2 separate regions of the Mus musculus genome follow, and region 1 is linked to region 2. The links are chromatin contacts, called in public HiChIP or PLAC-seq maps. All regions are on one chromosome and are shown on one strand. Each heading gives the region's core, a stretch centred on a gene start, on an enhancer-like site or on the middle of the called end of the contact. The rest is flanking DNA. Distances are from core to core; before and after follow the strand shown. Region 1 holds the start of G930009F23Rik (a long non-coding RNA gene). Region 2 holds the start of Ubr5 (ubiquitin protein ligase E3 component n-recognin 5).

What was found. HiChIP or PLAC-seq counts read pairs in DNA pulled down with a chosen protein or histone mark.
Region 1: an H3K4me3 HiChIP or PLAC-seq map of bone marrow-derived macrophages shows a contact between it and region 2, with 5 times the contacts expected there. The contact joins the promoter of G930009F23Rik here to the promoter of Ubr5 in region 2. A contact is called at or near these places in 7 of 39 promoter capture datasets (cranial neural crest, embryonic stem cells, hippocampal neurons and 3 more), 3 of 484 Hi-C or Micro-C datasets (embryonic stem cells and pancreatic cancer cells), 10 of 115 datasets of contacts at active chromatin or transcription factors (the SCID.adh cell line, bone marrow-derived macrophages, embryonic limb bud and 6 more) and 1 of 9 other capture datasets (liver).

What each region holds. Positions count from the first base shown.
Region 1 is chr15:38,452,530-38,458,656 of GRCm38.p6, forward strand. It overlaps G930009F23Rik (a long non-coding RNA gene), which reads right to left and starts at 2,979. Exons shown (of 6, transcript XR_875184.1): 1 at 2,574-2,979; 2 at 2,242-2,286; 3 at 630-874.
Region 2 is chr15:38,074,843-38,081,161 of GRCm38.p6, forward strand. It overlaps Ubr5 (ubiquitin protein ligase E3 component n-recognin 5), which reads right to left and starts at 4,012. Exons shown (of 59, transcript NM_001112721.2): 1 at 3,522-4,012. The coding sequence starts at 3,583.

The sequences.
Region 1 (6,127 bases), core at 1,729-4,228, 380 kb after region 2:
CTCTTCCTCCCAGGCAGGCCGGCACCCCGCCCCCCTCCTGTCTGTTGTTCACCAGAGAGGACCTGGAGCAGTCCCCCCCCCCCGCCCCCCCAGCGACGCATGAGCAGAAAGACCCAGAGGAACTGCCCTACAACGCTAGGGTAGAGGAGTCCTCAGAGAAGGCCTTGTCCTGTTTTGGAGAGACTGCTAGACTCTCTCCTTGGCTTCTAGGGAGCCTAGGTCTCTCTCTCTCTCTCTCTCTGTCTGCCTCTCTGTCTCTCTCTCTCTCTGAACCCACAACCCTCCACAGCTACACAAACCACCAGTCACCCAGCTAATCTCCCTACATTGGCACTTCAGCCTGGCAGCGCCCTCCCCTCGGGGGTGGGGGTGGGGTGGGGTTTCCATGACCTCAGCGCCAGAGAATGTGGGGGATGGGCGGAACAGCTGGGCCCGAAGGGAAGGTCAGAGCAAGGCTTTGGAATTACTGGGCCACTGGAGATGTGGCTTAGTGTCACTAACCTCGCAGGTGGCAAGGCTGGCCCACCATGTCCGAGGGAGCCAGGCACCTGTGATCAGGCCTGGTGTACTAGGACATGTAGCCGGGCCTCTCCTGTGATGATTGTCAACTGGGTCATTTCTTGGCTCACCTAGTCCTCTCTTCTGACTTGTTTGAAGGTGTTTTGCAGGCTCCCTGTTGCAGCTGCGGGGCCAGCCTGCTCTGTCCACGGAGATGCTGCTCTGAGAGGAAGTATGGGGTCTCCCGAGGCCCCAAGTGGCAGCTCTGGGGCCAGCTTCAGAGGCTTGCAGGCCCTAGGGTCTGCCCAACAGCTGCTTCATCTCACTCCTTTGCCTACCCCGTCTCAGATGGATTCAAGAACAGACCTAAGGTGACCTGTTGGAGCAAACAGAAATACAGTGTAGCTGACTAAATTTGAGCATCAGAGAAATAATTTTTTTTAGTATCAGTACACACCTCATGAAATATTTGAGACATATGTTTAAAAGGGGGTTGGTGCTTATCAAGAATTCAAATTTAATAGGATGGCTGGAAATTCAGGCAGGACCTCATTTTATTTTCAAATTCTATAAATGCCCCTCTTCTCTGCTTATTTGTGGGGAGACACTTAGGAATAAGCCTACAATACACATTAATATTCTTCTGTTATTATGAAATTAATCCAGTTTTAAAGCTCTGGAACATTATTGATTTTTGGAAACATTTCTGCAACTTTTTATTAACTTCATATTTCATAGTTTATAATAAAGACTTCCAGCGGATAATTTCTTTTTCCTTCTCTTTCTTATTTCTGTATGTTGTTGTGGACTGTACTGCTGGCGGATAGAAAGGCATTCTAGTCTTACCTGACTGTGAATCAGGCTGAAGGGAATGATGCTAGCTATGTTGCCAGGCAAGGTCTGAGCTTCTGGGCTCATGAAGCCCTCATGCCCTATAACCCAAACAGAACTGGGAATGCTTGCCACCACACCTGGCCCTTTATTGCTGTTTCCTGCCCTCCTCAGTAGGGGATACACACACAGGAGGAAGGAAAGACAGACATGTGCTACTACAAACCCCAACCTCAAGATGCTAACATGCACCCTGCTTCCTTTGGAAAGTCAAGCACTAGGGTGAGTCCAGCACTCCCTGGAATGACAGATGTCCCTGGTATAAACAGAGTCATGACAGCTTGCTCTGTTCTTTGCATAGTAAGGCTCGAAACTCAACTCTACAGACCAGGGTCCCAGGTCTCTGTCTCTGGACATGTCAAGAGCCTGAACCACATTCTCAATGCAGCTCAGCTAGAAAGCCTACTCTCTCAGCCACATGGCCTCTCCTAGGTCTTCAGGGAAGAGGCTTGGGGACAGCCTGGCCCTGTGTGTAGTGGCTCCCTGGCAAGGGACCATCGAGAGACCCTCCCTGCCCTTGCAGGGAGACATCTGTGAATACCCAGCAGGGTCAGAAGTTCAGGAGCCACCCCTTTGATGTAGCCTCTCCTCAGCCACCTACGCAGACAGAGACTCCAGACTGGACTCCCACCCCCACCCCTCTGGTGCCTTCTCTCCTCCTCCTTTCAGGGCTCTCAAGCACTTGGACAGAGTGCCTTGGTTTAGGGGTGCACAGTGGACATTCCAGTCAGGGGCAGCAGGGCAGCAGCTTACAGCTCTCACTCCTGTCAATGAATAGTGGCCAGGAGGGTTCTGGCTCCACCTCTCATTTCCTCTGTCCATGAACTGTTGATTCATATGTGTCTCTCCCACCTGTTAGGTTAAGTTCCTGGTCCTCCTGGTCCTCAGTCTTCTCATCTGTGGAAGGGGCAAGAGAAGGATTAAAAAAGGCAATACAGGAGATTAGAAACTGGGTCAGTGACATAGCTCAGAGAGTACAGGTGATTGCTGCCAAGACCAGCTGCCTGCGTTTGAGCCTTGAAATGGATGATGGAGGAAGAGAAGCAACCCCACACACGTACCACACAAGAATAGCCAATAAGTAATAAAGGCAGAACATTGTCTGGCTTATAGAACATGCTTATTGAATGTGAGGTGCTGCATGGACAGCACAAGGAAGAGACAAGACGAAGCTGCTGTCTCACCCCACTCCGGCTCAGGGACTCTTTGGGAAGAAACCTGCAAGTCCTTGTGCAGTGGATTTCTGATGCCTTGTTTGGATGAGTCGTTGGAATGCTCTTCCTGCTCTGGGGGAAAGCCCACAGTACTTTCCATGCCTCCTCAAGGTAGGAAGGAGTCAGACACAAAATTCCTAGCTAGTGAGACAGCGAGGAGCGGGCATGTGACCTGGTTTCACCAATCAGAGGTGTTCACAGAAGACCTTGTCAGAAACTGAAGTGTCCTGGGGGCGACACTCTGCTCCACACCAGCCTAAGCTTCCCTAGAGAAGGTACTATGTTCACCCCTAAAATGGCATACTGGGATCTAACCCTCAGCACCCCAGAAGGCACCCTTCAGGGAAACAGTCCTGTGAATGATCAGATTAGGATGAGGCCCTAGCAGGTGCTTTGATGCAATGGCCTCCTCCTCCTCCCCCCTCCTCCTTTTTGTGTTTTTGAGACAGGGTTTTTCTGTGTAGCCCTGGCTGTCCTGGAACTCACACTGTAGACCAGGCTGGTCTCAAACTCAGAAACCTGCTAGCCTCTGCCTTCGAAGTGCTGGGATTAGAGGCATGCACCACCACTGACCTTGTCCTTCTAAAAAAGAAAAATTCAGCAGGTACGGTGGTGCACACCTTTTATCCCAGCACTCAGTGGGCAGAGGTAGTCAGATCTCCAAGTTTGAGTCCAGTCTGGTCTACAGAGTGAGTGAGTTCCAGGAGAGCCAAGGCTACACAGAGAAACCTTATCTCATAAAACAAAACAAAAACATGAGGGAGAGAGAGAGAGAGAGAGAGAGAGAGAGAGAGAGAGAGAGAGAGAGAGAGTGGGAGAAAGGGAGAAAGGGAGAAAGAGACAAAGAAAGAGAGAGAAAGGGAAAAGAAAAGAAACATTGTGGCAATAGACACATTGTGAAGTAGAGCCAAGGTCAGGTGATGCTTCCACAAGCCCAGAAGCTCCAAACCCTAAAGCATCCAGAACTGAGAAAGGTACTGAACAGATCTTCCCAAACAGCCCTCAGCAGCAAACGACCCTGCAAGCTACTGCCCACAGGACTGCTGGCTGGCCCAGACTGAGGACTTGTGAGAGGCGCCATAGCTGACCCGTACAGGGAGAAACTTCATCCTGTCTACTGTAAGCCCCAGGGGTTGGCTGTTGAAGGTTTTGTCTATTGGCCCATAGCTGGTGCCCAAGAAAGCTTTATACTGGGGCTGGAGAGATGGCTCTGCAGTTAGAAACAATGGTTGCTCTTCCAGAGGCCTCAGGTTCAATTCCCAGCACCCACTCGGCAGTTTACAACCATCTGTAACTCCAGTTCCAGTGGATCTGACGCCTTCTTCTGACTTCTGCAGGCACCGGGCACACACATAATGTGGTCATATATGCAGACAAAACACCCATACACATAAAAATAAATAAGATTTTAAAAAGAAAGGTCTGTTCAATAACTAGATGTCTTTGCAGTTCATACAGCCAGATGTGCTGGAGAGACTGAGGCTCCATGCTCAAAGAACCTGTCTCAGTTGAGGTCCAGGGAGGGACTATGTTAGCTACTCCTGAGGTACATTATCAGGGCCTCAGAAACTGTGTAACAAGACTCAAGGATCAGAGCTGTGTGGCAGGTGGCTCTGGTGCTTGGCTGCCTGTTCTTGTGGCTTTGAGACCGAACTATGAACTGAGGAGTCACAAGATACCTTGTTCCAACTCTTTCTCCTGAAAGCACAAACCACACAAGGTCCACAGAAGGTTTTGTAACCTCCTGACTGGTCTGTTCCCTTGGTCACCAGAGGAGCATTACTGAGAGCGCAGACTCTTACTCTGTGTTCACAGCCTACTTCTCTGGGTCCTAGTTTAATTTCTCTATGACAATGGTATAAAGCAGGAGAGAAGGCTGATTTAGGGGTAGTTTGATTAGAGATCTTCTCTCATTTGGACTCTGAGTATGCATGGGTGCCCATATGAGTGAAAGACAGAGACAGACAGACAGACAAAGGGAGACGAGACGGGAGTAGACAATTGAAAGTGTAGTCCAGAGGCACCAGAACTACCCACATCTGCAAGAGAAACCGGCTGTCTGGCCTCTCCCCATTTTTCTGTGCCGATCAGGTCTCAGCAAGGACAGACAAACACCATCCAGATGGGTCACTGGGAGCCCACAAGCCCCACCCACCAGGAGTCAAAGCATGAGCCACACCCAGTCCTGACTGGGAATGGCATGTTTTATGTTAAGAAACATGAGCCTCCAGGATGCCACATGGGTCTGGGAGTGACCTCTCTCTCAGAGAGCCCTTTGTGCCTGGGACAGGGGTGGCCTGTTTATTTTGGCAGGTGTCCAGGCATTGCTTACCTTAAGCTCCCACACCCCGGGGCTCCCCACCTTTCCTCTCTTCTTGTATCTCCCTTCCTCCCAGGGCACAGCCAGGCTACCAGGGCAGGAGCTCAGGAGGCCTGGCTCTGATTTCCGTGACTCAGAGAGCCCAAGGCTGGAGGCTGAGGTGACTCAAGGACAGCTGTCATAAAGAGAACAGGGTTCAGGGGGCAGCCACAGGCGAGGGGGCATGGAGCAGAGGTAAGGACATAGGTGAGCCAGGTCAGGGCTGGGAGGGAGCTGCTTTGTGACAGGCGACACCTTCTGGTTCGCTCTGCCTGGGAAGAGGGTGGGATACAGCAGGATCTGTCTTGTTGCTGGGAGACACCATCACTGAAGGTCCACAATTATAATTGCAACTGTTCTTGTTTCTTTTAAAAATTAAAAAAAAAAAAAAAAAAACACCAGAAGATTCTCGTGCTTGGCAGTCTTCCTCCCCGCGGTTGGCTCCTCTTGTGAACCCACGGCATCGTCTGCTGAGAGATAATCACAGGCTGTGGAGAAGATGCAGGCCTTCCCTTAGTGCCTCTCCTCCTGGATGAGTTCTAACCCCTTGGCTCCTTCTCCTGCCCTCAACTTTCCAAAGCAGGAAAGATGGACTTGCTTGACCTCCAGCCCTCTGCTCCTTAGAGCCCGCCCCCCGCCTCTCCCCTGCTGGATGCCTGGGGTTGCCAGAGCGGAGCAGGAGACACCTCCCAGGCTAGACCTCACTTTCCAGCCCTTGGAGATGCCGCCCCTGCCAGTGCTGGGTTAAGACTAAGCACAAACAGTAGCTGTTACTCTTTCACCCCACCAGAGCTAGTCCGCATGCTCCCAAGGGGACTGGGCAAGAGTGGGGTGGTAAAGAGCTTCGGGAAAGCCCAGGGATGGAATTGGACCACTTCTTCCGGAAGTTGTTTTTTTTTTTTTAACCCCTCCCTCCCGCAGATTGCTCCACATGTGTACAGGCACAGCCATTCCCAGGATGGCCCATCCCTTTCCCCTAAGAGGCTGTGAGCAAGTCAGGAAGCAGGAAGTAGCAGTGTGGGCTGAACTGTTGCCCTTCTGCAGTGTTGAATTTCACCGACTTGGAGACAGCTAATTGCGTGGCTGTTGTGACATCTTGTTATAGCTGCTCTGGGTCTCAACAAGGCAGTGCGTCTCAGCGCCGACGGGTCCTTCTAGGCCACCC
Region 2 (6,319 bases), core at 2,762-5,261:
GTTCCTCTGACCTCACTCCACCACTGTGCTGTGTGGCGCACTCACATACACACATATTTTTAAATGGCTTTGAAAATGTTAAATAGAACTGGTTTGTTATATATTACACAGAATATGTAATTAGCAAATAAATTTCTAGCAATGAGTAAAAACACTGCACTTCTGGGACAGGTGTGCGTGCTAAGGCTGAGGTGCCTGTAGTCCAACCAAACCAAGTGGGAAAGGGTCCAGGCGGCGGTACCCCACCCACCGTGCATGTTTCAACTGTAGCTCACAGTCCATCTCTGGTTCCATTCTGTAAATCCCTTCAGCTCACTGTGAGGAGAATGACCTACAACTTCTCACTTCTCAGGCGTTCTCCAAGGCGGTACTTCCAGATTTCCCTTTAGTCCTTGGGCTTCAACAGGAACTAACACAAATTCACTGGGAGGCTGGGGAATGGCTCTGTAGGTAAAGTACTACCTACGAACCATGGGGGTCCAAATTCCATTTCCAGAAGCAACATTTAAATAAAAATGGACTCTTCTGCCACAAACCAACTACCTCAGGCCATGAACTCTACAGCTAAGCATCACAGTAACAGGTCTCCGGTCTTACCTAATGCACTTCCCTAGTTTTACTTATCTACCACCTTAACAATCATATTTTAAGTGAAAGTCACTTGTCTTTTCCCTTACTTCATAAAACACTCGTGCCAGGGGCCTAAAAAGATGGCGCAGCAGTTAACAACACTTGCTGCTTTTGCTGAGGTTGTGGGTCCATTTCATCACCCGTATCCAGCAGCTCACAGTATTCAATCTCCAATCCGGGGATCTGACACCCTATTCTGACCTCCTCCTACACCAGCTGCACACATGGTACTGATGGATACATGCAGGCACTCACATATACACATAAAATAAAAACAAACTAAGGACTCAGCCCAAGCGTTGCTGCACACGTCCATAATCCCAGCAACCAGGAGGCTAAGGCAAGAAGATTGTCAATCAACCCAGCCTGGGCAACAGAGACACTGTCTGCCCGTCTACTTATCTAGATAGACAGACACAGATACACACACACAAAGTGTGCACTCCGACAACAAAGTCACAAGCAAGTACCTAAATATTCTTAATACAGTACATGGGCTTTAGGAAAAGCTGAGACTCGGAAAATAACAGATTTTTAAAAAGATCCTGTGTGTAAATTTCTCAAACACCTGAAGTTTAAAAACAAAAAAACACTAAGTGAGGCAGTGGTGGGGCCCGCCTTTGATCCCAGCACTTGGGAGGCAGAGGCAGGCGGATTTCTGTGCTCGAGGCCAGCCTGGTCTACAGAGTGAGTTCCAGGGCAGCCAGGACTACAGAGAAACCCTGTCTCAAAAAACAAAAACAAAAAACTAAGAAGTGATTCAAAAGGTCCAACACACACAGGAGATATAGGACAGTTAGTAAAGTATCTGTCTGGAAGCAGGAAGCCCTGGATTCTATTCCCCAGGTAAACTGGGTGTGGTGGCTCAGGCCTGTAATCACTGAACTGGGGAGGTAGAGGCAGTAGGGTAGGAAGTGCAAGGTCATTATCCTACAGATACGTAGTGAATTCTAGGCCAGCCAGGATTCTGCCTACATAAGTAAATAATAAATAGAAGATTGGTAGCACAAAGACTAAGATCTTGGCATGCACTCTCAATAAATACACTAAAATTCTTGGTACATAAAGTTAGGACCACCACAAAAAGCATGCCCTACTTCTCTGGTGCAAATTTCAAAGTTACAAGCAAAATGACTCAAACATGACCAACACACTTCTCTAAATGGCAGTAGAGCTTTCCTCCCCACTAATCTGATTCTAAGATTTACACCCCCCCCCCAAGCCTTCTGTTGAAGTTGTAAGCATCTCTAATGAAAGTAAGTCAGAGTAAGGATCCTATAACAAAATGTTTAAATTAAAAAATTGTTAACTATAAGACAACTCCAAGTAGTTGATTTTTTTTTTTTTTTTTTGGTTTTTCGAGACAGGGTTTCTCTGTATAGCCCTGGCTGTCCTGGAGCTCACTTTGTAGACCAGGCTGGCCTCGAACTCAGAAATCCGCCTGCCTCTGCCTCCCGAGTGCTGGGATTAAAGGCGTGCGCCACCACGCCCGGCTCGTAGTTGATCTTTTCAACAGGCATTTTGAGTTTTACAAACATGTATTTAAACAATAGGCTACAGTAAAGATTAGACAAATCCCCACCCCAAGCCAGAAACTAGACTGCCAGCCCAGGATCTAAAAGCTGCCAGACCAAGGTAAAGGTAACACTCACACATTAGAGGCCAAGCTAGGTCTCTTCCTCTCTCCGGGAAGAGCATGACAAACTGGGCGTCACACAACGTAAGTCACCCGGTCACTTAGCAAAAATTACACCTTGAATCTAAACTTGATGGCCTTCCACACGCAAAAGAAATATGGGCCAGCAGCGACGTATGCGGGGAGAAGGAAGCTTAAAACGATCCACTTTCCGACCTGTAAACATTTGGCCCATCATTAGATGTGAGTCCTAGATCTCAAGACATGCTTTAATGGAGGCCTCCCTCAACCTCCGAGTCTGTTTTGCAACAGTACAGGGACTTTTTTTCCTGCTTTATCTTAGGTCCCAGTGAGCATGTGGCCCTGCAACTCAATTCAATATCCTAAAGTGGTAAGACACAGTGGCAGAGCGAAGGGGAAAAAAATCCAAATCAAAACAGCCTTAAGAGATTTTTCAAATATTTTAAATCAAAATTCCTCCTCTGCCCGTAACAAACCCAACCCAGAAATTCACAGCGCGTTAAGCAGCACTGCGAACTGCAAACCGAAGAATTTTCCTTTGACACTCCACTCACGGTTTTCAGCTGTCAAATTACAACTCCAGAAAACACTATCATTAGAATAAAAAAGGAAACAAAAAGGCTCTCACCGCAGGGGCCCAGGAGCAGTTTGGCAGTACCAAGGCGAAGGAAGGAGAGCAAAGGGAATCCAATCCACTTCCCCAACCCCCGCCTGACTTCATTCCCCTCCCGGGGCAGTCAACCTCACTGCAGGGGCTCAAATCTAATAATAATAACAATAATCATGGCGCTCCCTCCCTCCTCCCCCTCCCAACCCGCGGTCTGCCGGGAATCTCTCCCCCACCCCCACCCCGCCTCCCCGGGGAAACCCAGCCCCCGGGACACGACTCGCGGGAGCCCCCGAACCCGCCGCTCCTCTTCCCTCTCTTTTCCACCTCCACCATCCCCCATCCGCATTGTCTGTCTCAATTCAACTTTGACTAATATGGATTCCTCGGGCCTGGGCCGGGAGCCCCCGGCTCCGCCGAGTTCAACGAGGCTCCTCGCGGGAGGGGGAGGGGGCAGCGCGCCGGGCCGTCTACACCGCAGCCGCGTCCACACCGCGCCGGCCCCCGCCCCGCGGCCCGAGGCTCCCAAGTTTGGCCCACACCGGGCCTACAGGGGGCGGTAGGGCCCCCGGCGCGGCCGTGGGGGAGGGGAAAAAGGAGGGAGGTGCCCCTCCCCCGCCCCATTACCTGTCATTGAGCTGGTCCTCGGTGCCCGGCAGCGGGTGGACCACGAAATGGATGGACGTCATGGTACCGCCTGCGCGCCCCGCTCCCGGGAACGAGCCGCTCCCGCTGTCGTCCGGCCCCCCGATCCCCTTCCCGTCCCCGGATCCCACGGCCGCCGCCACCGCCTCCTCCTCCCGGTCCCCAAACGGAGGGCCGCGAGCGCGCAGGGACCGCCGCCTCCCCGCCGAGCGTGTGTCCGCGGCCCGGCGGCCCGGCGCGGCGGGCGGGAGGGCGGATCAACGCGCCGCCCGCTCGGCCGGCCACGGCGCGCACGGACGAGGGCAGCCCGGAGCGCGGCGAGCGGCGGGTGGAGAGGTGCCGGGGCGGACGCGGCGGACGCGGGGAGCGGGGAGGGACAGCAGCCCGCAGCGCGCGTCACTGGCGACGAACCGCCGCCGCCAGCGCCGCCGCCGCCATCTTCACTTCTGCCCCAGTTTCTCCGTCTCGCAGCCTGGGCGCCGATCGGCGGGGGAGGGGCGGAGGGCGGGGCCGCGGGGGCGGGGCTCTGCGCGCGGGGCGGGGCTCCGGGAAACGGGCGGCCGGGCCCCAGCGATTGGGCCGCTTAACGTTGTCGGGCCACGGTGCTGTAAGGTGCTCGCCTATTGGCGCGCTGGGCCGCGAGCCCGGCCCCCCGGGGCGGGGCGGCGTGTTCCAGAGAGCACGTGCTCGGGAAGCCGGGCGAAAGGGCACGCGCGCCGGGTTTCTTTTCCTCCCGGATCCCTAATGGTTGTGCATATGCGAATGGCTTGTTGTTGTTTCTCGTCCTCCAGCCGCATTTATACTTAAGAGAAATGTACCCCGAGGAACCAGAGATGCTCCGCTTCCTACGGCAGGCAGTTACGTAAGAGCCTTATCAAAACCTGATAGTAGGATCTTGGAAGTGACTGTGTAGCAGCTTTCATCAGCACTACCATCGTGCAACGTGGAAATTTCCACTTTTTAGTTATTCGTGTGGTTTTTATATGGGGGTGGTTGTGTGTGTGTATACTTTAATGAAAGATGATATGCATCTGTTGTAGGGAGATTTCTTGTGACCTGGGGTATCAGAACTACAACTTATGAAATTCTTCCTCCTCCGCGTACCCTCACTCCCGAACCGGTACAGTTTCCCTCTTAAAGTTTTCTGTGATCCTTTCGAAATATCGAATTCCGCTGAAAGCATGAAGCCTCTTCTCCAGTCTGTAACAGTCGTTCGTTAAATCGGGTATACAACATTAATGATTGCACAGCAGAGCAGTTTTCTTCTCTTCTTTAGTTTAGGAAGTTCTTTTGAGAATACATGAAAAATTAGATATCAAGATTTACTGGGTACACCATGAGACAGATAAGGAATAATTTTTAGTTGGCCATCAGCTCCAGTTTTCACCTAGATAAACTACAAAGTGTTCAAGGCTGGTCAATGATGCACACCTTTGTCCCAGCACTCAGAAGACAGAGGCAGACAGACATCTTAAGTTGTGGGCCAGCCTGATCTAAGAGTTCCAGGCCAGTTAGAACTACACAGTAAGACCTTGTGTCAGTCAATTAATAGTGAGTTAAGCCACTGAAAGCGCTGCATCCCATGACTACCAACCATCCTGTAATTGCTACTTTGATTTTTTTTTCCCCTCAAGTCCGTGTGATGGACACTGCTGGTTCTAGAGTCAGACAAAGTAGAATTTCAGTCCTGATTCTGCTACTTAACCAAGTGGCCTTAATTATTTACCCAGTTACAGCATTTTGTTATACACTGGGTCTAAATACTGTATGTCAAGCAAAAAGATGTGTCAGGCACACAGCAGTTCATACACATAATGAAAGATTTTTAACATATTGTGTGCACTGCTTTATACTGCCAATGGCTCCAAGTACAGTACACCTCACTCTAAGGCAAAGGATGTCCTGGCTAGCCCGGCAGTGGTGATCCACACCTTTAATCTCAATGCTCCAGGGAGGTAGGCAGAGATCTTTCTGTTCCAAGCCAGCCTGGTCTACACAGTGAGTTCAGGAAAGCTAGGAATACACACAGAGAAACCCTGTCTAGGAGAGGTGGAAAAAAGTCCTTGTTGCATAAGGATTCCAGAGCCCAAACACCTTAGTGCTGAGGCTCAGACAAAAAGCAGTTGTGACTCTGAGTCCGTTCACAATATAATAGCTCCCATCTAGTAGTTAATAATTTAGAAGTATGTAAAACCAATCCAAAAAGATAGGCATGATAAACGCAACGAGAGTGCAGTTAAAAGAGGGAATGGTTCCAGCCAAGAGAACTAAGAAAAGTCATAGGCAGAGAGAGCCTCAAGGATGCTCTGAGCATGTCGGCTTCAGATGCTCTTGACCAGGGCTCACACCGGGCCCCTCCGCTTTGCCATGTTTTTTTCTTCCAAACCTCCCTTCTCCACCTTCCTTTCCATTATGTGTCCAGCCTCATTTATCCACTCCTAGTTTTTTGTACCTAAAGTTCAGACTCTCTCCTCACTCAAAGCATGTAGTAGTAATCATATATTACATGAAGAAATAAGGTTGGGGGGTGGCAGTGTGGTGGTTTGAATAAAAATGCCCCACCCCGGCCAGGCAGTGGTGGCACACACTTTAATCCCAGCACTTGGGAAGCAGAGGCAGGTGAATTTCTGAGTTTGAGGCCAGCATGGTCTACAGAGTGAGTTAAAGGACAGACAGAGCTATCCAGAGAAACCCTTTTTCGGGGGGGGGGGGTACCCCACCCTTTGTCCTCTTCCTCTTCTTTCTCCTCCTCTTCCTCTTTTTCCTCTTCCTCCTCTTCT